Regions from separate parts of the Zea mays genome. Here region 2 is linked to region 1. A link is a contact called in public Hi-C data. All regions are on one chromosome and are shown on one strand. The core of a region is the stretch at or near the end of the contact, and the rest is flanking DNA. Distances in the headings are between cores, read along the strand shown.

What was found. Hi-C and Micro-C count contacts between places; a contact is called where the count stands out from the background.
Region 2: a contact with region 1 is called in a Hi-C map of leaf, with 5 times the contacts expected there. The contact joins the promoter of LOC100273134 here to the enhancer-like site in region 1. A contact is called at or near these places in 2 of 25 Hi-C or Micro-C datasets (ear and leaf).

The regions. Positions count from the first base shown.
Region 1 is chr4:215,989,794-215,995,128 of Zm-B73-REFERENCE-NAM-5.0, forward strand. No RefSeq gene overlaps it. Among protein-coding and RNA genes, the nearest start is that of LOC100273591, 39 kb to the left of the region's middle. Within about 2 kb of position 2,863, at least 18 of the 20 cell types and tissues checked have an H3K27ac peak or open chromatin away from gene starts, as enhancers often do. A contact at or near this core is called in ear and leaf, where this site is marked.
Region 2 is chr4:216,193,087-216,198,421 of Zm-B73-REFERENCE-NAM-5.0, forward strand. LOC100273134 (14-3-3-like protein) reads left to right here and starts at 2,149. Exons shown (of 5, transcript NM_001147581.2): 1 at 2,149-2,690; 2 at 3,486-3,564; 3 at 3,649-3,771; 4 at 4,493-4,609; 5 at 4,718-5,204. The coding sequence starts at 2,272. The coding sequence ends at 4,786.

The DNA of each region.
Region 1 (5,335 bases), core at 1,613-4,112:
TGGTCGAAGGATTTTCATAACCTAGGTATTCAAACCCTAGAGCATCCATAACTCTATTAAGCCGAAGTTTCCCTTTGCTCCCAAAGATAGATTGCATATCTTCATGCTCTCTAGTAAGGTAATTTCCACACATCTCATAACACTTCACTTCAATAAACCTCAGCCACCCAGTCGAAGGAGCCTTATATGAAGACTGTTCTTTGAAGTCAAAAGCTAATGTAACAAGTTCTTCATCTTTCAATTTCACTTCCTTCGACAATTTCCATCTAGTCCAAGTCAGATACATATTGTAAGCAAGCGCCTCTTGAACTAGATCTTGAGATCCAAACTTTCTAATGAATGTATTGAAGGCTTTGTAGCATTCATCAGTAGCCTCGCTCATCTCACACTTCGGCCTCTTCAATGCAAATCATCCAAAGGGCTCATCAATATACCCTTAAAATCCTCACTTTGCTCGGAGTCAACTTTGACATAAAACCATTATTTTTTCTAGTCGCCATGCAACTTGGTTCGATAGTCCAGAATTGGACCACTTGTATCCTTGCGATACGCGAATTTATAACACTCAAAGTTATTATGAAGGCCTGATTCATCCCTTGCCTTCGTCTGGTAATGTAAATCATGAACCTTGCAAAACACATTAGCATCGGTACGGCCCCCTGGTTTCGTACAACCCAGATGAAAACACTAAGGCGAACCATGGCATTTGGAGTTAATTGATGCATGAACACTTCATATCGCTGCAGTACCTTCGCAATCATCTTGTACATGTGTAGCCGAAGTCCTACCTTGAAAAAACTCCTATAAACAACAACTTTGTCTCTTCCCGCCTTCAGCGTCGTTTCTTCTCCAGGAAGGAACACATTCACCTTGCTCCTGAAATAGCCAAGCCTCCTCATAGATTGCAAGTCTTTATTCTTTGGATTGGATCGACCAATTTCAATATAGCTTGGCTACGGGGGTCTATCCTTTGGCAACTCTGCAGTAGGTCTTGATGTCAATGAAGCCCTCATTGCCTCATAAATAAGCAAGGTATCTTGTCGTGCCTCTAAGGAGGTAGGAGTGATCAGTTTTATAGTGGTTCAGATATTAGCCATCAAAGCGAGACGAAGAGTTTTTCTAAAAATTGTTCAGCCTAGGCTAGCTTCTGAAGCACTAGTGGATGGGAAGCTTGGGAGGCACAGTAAATTTTGGCAGAGTGTAAGTGAGAGCAATAAATGTGATCTGCACTCACCCCCTCAGCCACTTTTATACTAAAAACGCGCGTAAAGCGACACGGGTCGCTAAAAATATTCCCGCGCAGCACCCTCGACTTCTCTTCCGCTGATTCGACTTCTAGAGCACTTGTTTTCATTGAATTAAATCCATCGTCTTCATAACGAGCATCGGGAAGGTGTTTTCAGATCTTCGGCATAAGGCCTCCAAATTATATTTTTTGCGCTCTAAGCTCGTTATGAAGAAACGAACTCATCCCACAAGGGGCTACTGTTGAGGGCCTTCTTTGTCGAAGATCACTCGTTTAACCTTTTGCTTTGGCACAATCAAGTGTATTTCAGGAATGTTTCCACTAGTGGATGAAGCTGACCTTCGACCGAGGCGGCAAAGAAGCTTCGTCTATACGCGCAAGTGGCGAAGTTGATAGTCGAAGTCGATAACTTCGGACGTAAGCCAGAGGGGAAGCTACCAAACAACGAAGGCCAAAATCTGCGCGGTCGAGGATGGACAAAGTACGTTATTGTCCTGATGTCATTTGTAAACAATGTGTGTAAAACCTTGATGGGTATAATTATAATTCTGTGCAAAGGTGGTTCATCTTCCATATAAATAGATGAACAGTGCCCTACATAAAGTACCTTTTCGAGGGCCATAGCTTCGTGTCACTTAGCCTTTGAAGAACCTTCACACCACCTTGTATTAAGGAGTTGAAGTTATGTTTGTAGACTCATCTAACATAATGGGAGATGTAATAAAAATGCTAAGCAAAGAAGATGAGTTTTCATACTCCACCGTGCAATGTTGTTTCATTACACATCGCTTTCATTTGCATTTCCTTCTAAAGACCTTTGTCCTTCGGATTTGTGTTAAGCTAAGGATGAAGGTTCACACTTCTAACTTGTGTTGCCTTGATTTTCAACACCTTCACGGGATTGAAATCAAGTATCCAACAACACACGACCAGCACCCCGCTAGGCACGACCACCACGTGGGGTCACTGCTTGAGGCCTCGCAGCAAGATGCAAAGCACCTCTAGGTCTCGTAGGACGTCTCTGAACAGGAGGATCATGTAATACCCAATTTGTAAATAATAAGAAAATAGTTGATCTCATTATATGTTTTGCCCTCTACTTATTAGAACATAGAAATAACCATATTTAAAGTGAACAATTAACAAATGACACATAAATAATATATGCATCTTGTTGAAGTTTATTTGTGTGTGCACTTAATACTAGAAATATTAATAGAAATATATTAATGTCCAAATTGGGATTTAACCTAATTTACAATTTAGAAATTAGAAATAACATAGAAAGGGAAAGAGAAAAATACCACACAATACAAAATAAATATATAAATAAATAAATTCCTTCCATACTGGTATGTTCAAATTATACATTTAATTTGAGCACAAAATTCACCACAAAGTTTGAATTCAAAATTTGGAATCTAAAATTGAAAAGAAATAACAACAGAAAAGAAAAAGAATAAAGAAAAAGCGAATTCAGCCTGCCTTGGCCCATAGCGCGTTGTCTGCCTGGTTGCCCGTGCGGCCCGACTAACCTCTTCCCGCTCTGCGCCGAAATGTGGAACCCACCGGGCAGCCACACGACCGCACTCACGCGCCGGCCCTGGCGGATCAGGCCCGTTCACCAGTTAGTCGCACTCGCCTTCGTCTGTCGCTGCCACGCGGGCCCCACACGTAAGAGACGCCCTGTAGATCTTCCTCCATGTTTCCTCGTGGCGGTAACAACCCGCCCGAGCTACTCGCCGACCTTCGCGCCAGCTGGGTTCCAAAACCCCCTTCCTTACCCTGCGCCTATAAAACCCGAGCCATTGTTCTCCTTCTTCCCCCAGTACGCCCCATCAATCACGTCACCTCTGGTGCACATCGATTTGGAGAAAGCCGGGAGGAAGCACCACCGTTGCGGATCTCCCACGCCGTGAATCCTCATCTCAGAAGTGTACCAGGGTCACCGCAGAAGCCTCGCGGACCGATTCCGAGACTAGGCTGCGTGAGTACTCCCGTGGGCGCCTCAAAATTTCTCGCCGATCCTGGTTGTCACCGCTGGAGCCGCTCTGCACCGTGGATCGGCTTCAACTCACGGTCTGAGATGGTAATAGCCCTCCCCTGTTGTTCGTATCATCTTGCGCTTCGTTTACCACGAATTGGATTGGGTCTGGGGCGCCGGAATGGCCAACGGGCGCTGCTCCGGCGGTGCACCGCTGCATGAGTCACGCGCTCCGCCGTGGGCTGCCGGCAGGGTTTGAAGTGGGTTCATAACCGTTGATCCCAGTGGCAACGGTCATGATTAGTCCTGGGTAGCGGTTCACGTTAGGGTGATTTGAGGCGTAGATCCGGGATCGGGCGGATCTGTGTTGATCTCCGGAAATACGTGATCTCAATCGTTAGGGTTAGATCGGACGGGCGCTGAGCGGTCCACGCTATACAAAACGTTGACCGTTGGATCTAGATCCAAAAGCCCACGTAGCGTATGGTTCAGTCTAATTCTCGGTTTAATCTGAACCACAGTTCTCTGATCTGGTGGCTCTAGGCGTGTACCGGTTCGTTTATTAGCAAATCTGATCCGTGTCGTTCGTCTCTGATCGAACGAGTTGCATGGCAAGTTACCCCTTCGCCCGAACCCTTTTTCACAAGAGACCCTGAGTTTGTAAGAAAATAACCCGCAGTCCACATCAGATAGAAAGAAATTACGGGTGAGCCCTAGAATTTTAGGTTTAACCTCTGTTTCTCGGGTATTTGTGCGCGCAGTCCAAACTAAACTCAAGATTAATAAATTGAATCAGAAAATGATTTGTAGTATTAAAAATAATCTCAAAAACTTAATTCATAGAAAATCCATTTTAATTTTTTTATCCATTCTAGTTGCATTAATTTTGTATTAATATTATTTATCACTTGGTAACTCTATTTAGTCATGAAACATAGATTAAAATTATCTACTTAATTTATTCCATACAAAACACTTAATAACTTCGGAAAATCGTAATTCGATAATCGTAACTCCGAATTTAGTAATTCTAGAACCTACGATCTCGTTAAGACACGTAGAATATTATTATGCAGTATGTTCTCATGTTTGGTGTAATGATAATTTTTCTCATGCCATGTTTGTTTGTATTGCTTCGAGTAGACGAACAAGTGACCGAGGACCCAGGTGTTCAGCAGAAGGAAATTGCTGAGCAGGAGCTCGTTGAAGGCAAGTTGTTCCCTTGATCACTTCTATTTACCCAATAATATTCCTATTAATCATTATGATCTGCATAGGTTAATTTTGATGGGACCCAATAGGTCACCCCAATTTAGCTATCTTTATACCTTGTTTACCACTGAACTTTTGGATAGTAGCTATTGCTTTATGTGGTTTTGGGTGTTAAAATACACATTATTCATGATCATGCTTTTATTATCAATTTGTTATTTATTGTTCATGATAAGATCATTATGTTAATTGGAACATGGAGAACCACCCGGTAAAACAGTACTACCACAATGGTGGAATGGGACGCCCTTGGTTGACTAATTAGGAAAGCTAGTGGATGACTACCTTACCCGAAAGGGGCAAGGGCAGTATGGGAGTGGTCGGTATAGTGAGGTTCTCGAGTTGATTTTGCTGCGATGGCGGTCAGATGGGGATTCCTGCATTGCGCTCCCTAGAAACTGTAGCGGGTTTTCTGAAGCTAGTGGAACTTTGTAAAGGCCTCGTAGTGTTACCCTGTCTCGCTTCCTTGGTAGAGGTGTATGGGATTCATGACCCCTTGGCAGATGGTAACATGACTTGTGGGTAAAGATGTGCAACCTCTGCAGAGTGTAAAACTGGTATATCAGCCATGCTCACGGTCATGAGCGGCTCGGACCCTCACATGAGTAATTTATGGAATTAAATTTGACTGGTCATTTGCATCGCATTGTGGATTATTATTAATTTTGATCTATTATTACTCGGGTTTGGTATATACTTACATTTAGGAACTGTTAATAAAATTTGACCAACTTATTAAAAGCAATGCTCACCTTTAACCATTATTTGTTGATCAGCCATACACTTCACATGAACTCCTACCTTTGGTGAGTTCATTCACATTATTCCCCACA
Region 2 (5,335 bases), core at 899-3,398, 200 kb after region 1:
GTTGTCGCGCGGCGGTGGAAGGAGTATCATGTCGTAGCTGCCGTCGAAGGACATGAACTCAAGACTCCCGAAACGGAGCACCGTCCCGGGTCGGAGAGGTTGCTGGAGACTGCCCATCTGGATCTTGACGGGAAGCTGTTCGTCAACACGCAGCAGGCCCCTACCTGGCGCGCCAACTGTCGGCGTTTCGAGACCGGGGGGTCTCTCGGGCCGACGAGTGAGTGTCGCCGCGTGCCCCAGCCCAGATGGGTCGAGCGCGTGGGCGAGCGCGAAGGGGGGAAGGAGCGAGGCGGCCGGAGACCGGCGTGAGAGAGGTGGGAATCCCGCGGCCTTCGTGTTCGTCCAGCGCTCAGGTCGGGTGCGCTTGCAGTAGAGGGTTACAAGCGTCCACGCGGGAGAGGGAAGCGAGCGGCCCCAAGAGAGCGCCTGTCCCGTCCTCGTCCCCGCGCGGCCAACCCCTCTAAGAGGGCCCTGGTCCTTCCTTTTATAGGCGTAAGGAGAGGATCCAGGTGTACAATGGGGGTGTAGCAGAGTGCTACGTGTCTAGCGGGGGAGAGCTAGCGCCCTAAGTACATGCCGATGTGGCAGCCGGAGAGATTTTGGCACCCAGCTGGTGTGATGTCGTGGCCGTCGGAGGAGCGACGGAGCCTGGCGGAGGGACAGCTGTCGAAGCGGATCCAGACCTCCCCCTTTATATAGATGAAGGGCTACGACTGATTGAACCCCCAACAATCGATCAAATCAAGTCTATTTCTCGTTTTTACCTTATGCATTAGGAGTACCTCTAGTTTAGTTCTAGTTTAATATTCCAATCTCCAAATTCTTCGCTTCTCTTCGACTCTACGTTGATTAGAGGAGTCTAGGTCGGCCTGCTAAGCCTAGACAACCCCTAGGATCTCTCCTCCCCGACGGGGTCCCTCCCAGGCGCCGTCGGTGACCTTTGCCGCCCCTGCGCACGCGCGGACCGTCCGGCACGTCAGGCAGGGAACCCTAGCCCTGCGCCAGGTCGTGGACCGTCCGCTCTTGTGCAGAGAGCACTGTCGCCGGTTCTTGTTAGTGTTTGGCGCCCGAAAAAGATGTCAACACACACATTTGTAAAATGAGTGATGTCTTGACAATGTAATTATTTATTATTATCATTATCATTGTTACATGTAAATTTAAAGATCCCCGCGGGAAACGGAGATGGAGAGAGTTTTTTTCTGTCTCTACCCCTGTCTCAATTTACCTGTCAAGCGAAGAATTTTTTTCGTTTATATTCTCGTGGGAAGAATCTTCTCTATACTCCTCTAAAAGCTAGTTTGGGAACTCTATTTTCCTAAAGGATTTCTATTTTTACAAAGGAAAATGAATTAATTTCTTTTAAGAAAATAAAAATCTCTTAGAAAAATAGGTTCCCATACTAGCCCTGGTAAAAGAATTTTCTACGGCGGGAAGGATTCATTGCTATCTCCGGTCACCTTACACTCGTAAGTCGTGTTGTATTTAGGAGAGTATGTTTTGAAAAAAGAAATCTACGTGCACAACTATTTAATTTAATGAAACGGTTGTGAAAAAATTACTTAGTGGTAGTTTGACGACTCTATTTTTAAGGAATTTCCATTTTTAAGAGAAATTAATTTATTTTTTTGAGAAAATAAGAATCGCTTGAGAAAAATAAAAAGTTCCCAAACTACGCCTTAAAGAGGAGTATATTCGTAGATCATTGCACTACATCTGCCTTCTCAGTCAAAACCACTCTGAAAAATAATATACTACACATATTTTTGTAGACTACGGACGTAAACGAATTTTATATTTGAAAACTACGTATACGGTTATACCGTGCTAATTTGAATAGCTTGGGCTCCCTCCCCAGAATTGACCGCCAAGCCTCTGCACCTCACGTTCCTCGCCCACACGATGTTCACACAGCAAACACCATCTCCACACAACCAGAACTTCACACGTGTCCCACCGACCACCCCCGTCCATCCACCTCCTGGCCACAACACTGCCCACACACCCTCCCCCTCCGCACCGAACCCCCTGGCGCGCGCTGCGCTCCCTTGACCGGCACGTCATCCCACTGCCATGCGGGCCCCGCACCCCGCGCGCCCGGGGGCCGCGCCCTCCTCAAATGCCCCCACCCCTCGCCTCCCCTGCCCTCCCCTCCTCCGCACAAACGCGTCGCATCCGCTCCACAGGATCCTCTGCGCCACCGCAACCGTGTGACCGCCCGTGCCGCCGGCGATCCCGATCCGCCGACCCGTCCCAGCCCCGCTCGCAGCCATGTCGCCGTCGGAGCCGACGCGGGAGGAGAGCGTGTACATGGCCAAGCTTGCGGAGCAGGCGGAGCGGTACGAGGAGATGGTCGAGTTCATGGAGCGCGTCGCGCGCTACGCCGGGGGCGCCGGCGGCGGGGACGAGCTCTCGGTGGAGGAGCGCAACCTGCTGTCCGTCGCCTACAAGAACGTCATCGGCGCCCGCAGGGCCTCGTGGCGGATCATCTCCTCCATCGAGCAGAAGGAGGAAGGCCGCGGGAACGAGGCGCACGCCGCATCCATCCGCGCCTACCGCTCCAAGATCGAGGCCGAGCTTGCCCGCATCTGCGACGGCATCCTCGCGCTCCTCGACTCCCACCTCGTCCCATCCGCCGGCGGCGCCGAGTCCAAGGTCTTCTACCTCAAGATGAAGGGTGACTACCACAGGTATACCACTATCGCTAGCAGATCTCGCTTTTTATTCTGCCTATCCGCATCTAGAGTCTAGACTACGCGATCTATTTATGGAGTGGCCCAGGAGGGGGGTTTATTGGTGGATGTACGCGCGATCTTTATGTGCGACGTGACAGAGTTGATGGGTTTTTGAGGATCTTTACGTTACTAGTGGGGCTGGAGTCATTATTTATTGCCTGTTATTTGTAGGGCAGCACGATCTGATTTTGGTGACTTTGTATATGGACCTTGGGAGTTGTTTTGAAGAGTCAAAACTAAAGATCTATGTGCAGTAGTTTCTTGTGGGGTGTGATTGGGCCTGAGTTCTTGGTGTTGATTAGGTCTAGATTTAATGCGTATCATTTTTTATTTGATTTTTTGCGGTTCGTTCGTTTGCTATTTGTGGCGGAAAGTCAAAGGACAAAAAAGGGAAAGGGGCATTGTGATATCTGTGACGTTTTTAGTGAGGTTGTTTCTCCTTTTATTTAGGATTAAGATTAATTGTGTACATGCTACTATACTTTTGCAAAATTAGACGGTTAGTTTATTTTGATGACTTATAGTGGCATGAAAATGGACTAGTTTCTAACTTTTTCAAAATTGGAGTGGCATATTTCTAATTAACCCTATTATTTATGGTGCACATTGAGGTTGCTTTCTATGAATTTGTCTATATGATGCATGGTACTGCGCAGTCTAGATTGAAGGATATGAATTTGTGTTCCATGGATTCTGTACCCCGTACTGCACGTATATGTTGGTATCTGATTTCTCATGATGATTTTGTAGGTACCTTGCTGAGTTCAAGTCAGGTGCAGAGAGGAAGGATGCTGCGGAGAGCACCATGAATGCCTACAAAGCTGCTCAGGTTTGACCATTGTGTTCATACTGATAGGATGACAGTGCCTATATTGTTAATTGTGGTTCTTTCTTGTTGGCTTTTGGTTTGTAGGATATTGCTCTTGCTGATCTGGCCCCAACCCACCCCATCAGGCTCGGGCTTGCTCTCAACTTCTCAGTGTTCTACTACGAGATCCTCAACTCCCCTGACCGTGCTTGCAACCTTGCAAAGCAGGTTTGCTTCTTCTATTGCCCATTGTGATTTGTTTTCTTTCTTGGATTGTATAACTGGACAACAGGCTTATTGCATATGTAGGGTATGGGTTGTTAAATAAAAGCTGATGCAAAGGGAACAATTCACTTGTAGCTGATGATATAGCATGCCTGCGATTAGTCAAATCATATAAGCCGTTTTAAATTGAGAGTGCAATCTTGTTTTGAATTGGGATTGAATTGTAGACTTGACTGATGTCCATCAACACTAGTCTGCAGTTTGCATGTTATGGACCCTCTATAGGGAAATACTGCTTTGGGAACTGTAGATCCCTAGACTGAACTGCTTTGCATCCCGGAACAGATTTTCTAGCACTCACTTTGGGATTACTGTTTGTGTGCATGTAATGCAGATTTGTGTGTTCTGCATGCATATTCACTGGAACGTTTTTTATTACTATTAGGTGTGTCGAATTCAAGTAATGGATCTAATTACTCTGGGATGCTAACAAATGCTTCGTTTCTTCACTCAAATTCGTTTCTATGAATTTGTGCCTAGGCTGTTGTTTCTTCACTCAAATTGCTATGTCTTGTTGCATATATCTATTTCGGATTGAACATTGGCAAGCTGCCAAGCTACAACTTAACGATATCACCTAGCGAATTCTCAGCTTCACATTTAAGCATCCTGCAGTTAGTATTGACTGAGAGTTGACTGGAATTAAATTTAATGTTTGTTGCAGGCCTTTGATGAGGCAATCTCCGAACTAGACAGCCTGGGAGAGGAGTCCTACAAGGACAGCACTCTGATCATGCAGCTCCTGCGTGACAACTTGACCCTATGGACTTCCGACACCAACGTGAGCTTCTTTCCACACAGAGCATCATCGTTAAGCATGTGACCTGACCATCTTTGCTCATTGGCTGTCATGGTTCTCATGTGACCTTGCTCTTTCTTTCCTCACCAGGAGGACGCCGGAGATGAGATCAAGGAAGCAGCTGCTGCCCCCAAAGAATCCGCCCCCGAGGGCCAGTAAGACGGATCCGATCTCCCGACCTGATGCGTGTCTGCTGATGTCGGGGAGTTTACCAGGACTGTGCCGTTCTTGATTTCTGATAGCTTATCTTCTAGTACACCTCGTGTTGTTCTCTTCGTCACGGCGCCGGTGCGTGTGCGCTGAAGCTGCCTGCCATTGCCATTGCCGCTGTTTTTAATTAAGCACACACTCTAGATGTTATGCCCGCATGCTATGTTTCGATTCTCAAAGTTGATAAATGATGGCTGGATGCTGGTTTTCGTGCTCCAAGCCTGCTGCTTCTTCCAGGGAAAAAAAGACCTGCCCTTGTTGCAGCGTTGTTGTTTAGAATGACCTATATTTGACTGGTATTCTGTTACGGTGGCTTTGCAAAGCTGTTTGTTTGGTTTAATGTCTCGGAATAATATGAATTGGCTGCATTGGACGTGTGTGTTTCTTTTACCATGTGTGTGTGTGATCTACGGCCGCAAGCACACGCATCGCGCTTTTAGGACGTGATGCTGTGTGTGCCTGTTGGCATCTGATGCGCATATGCGGGGGGTATGGACC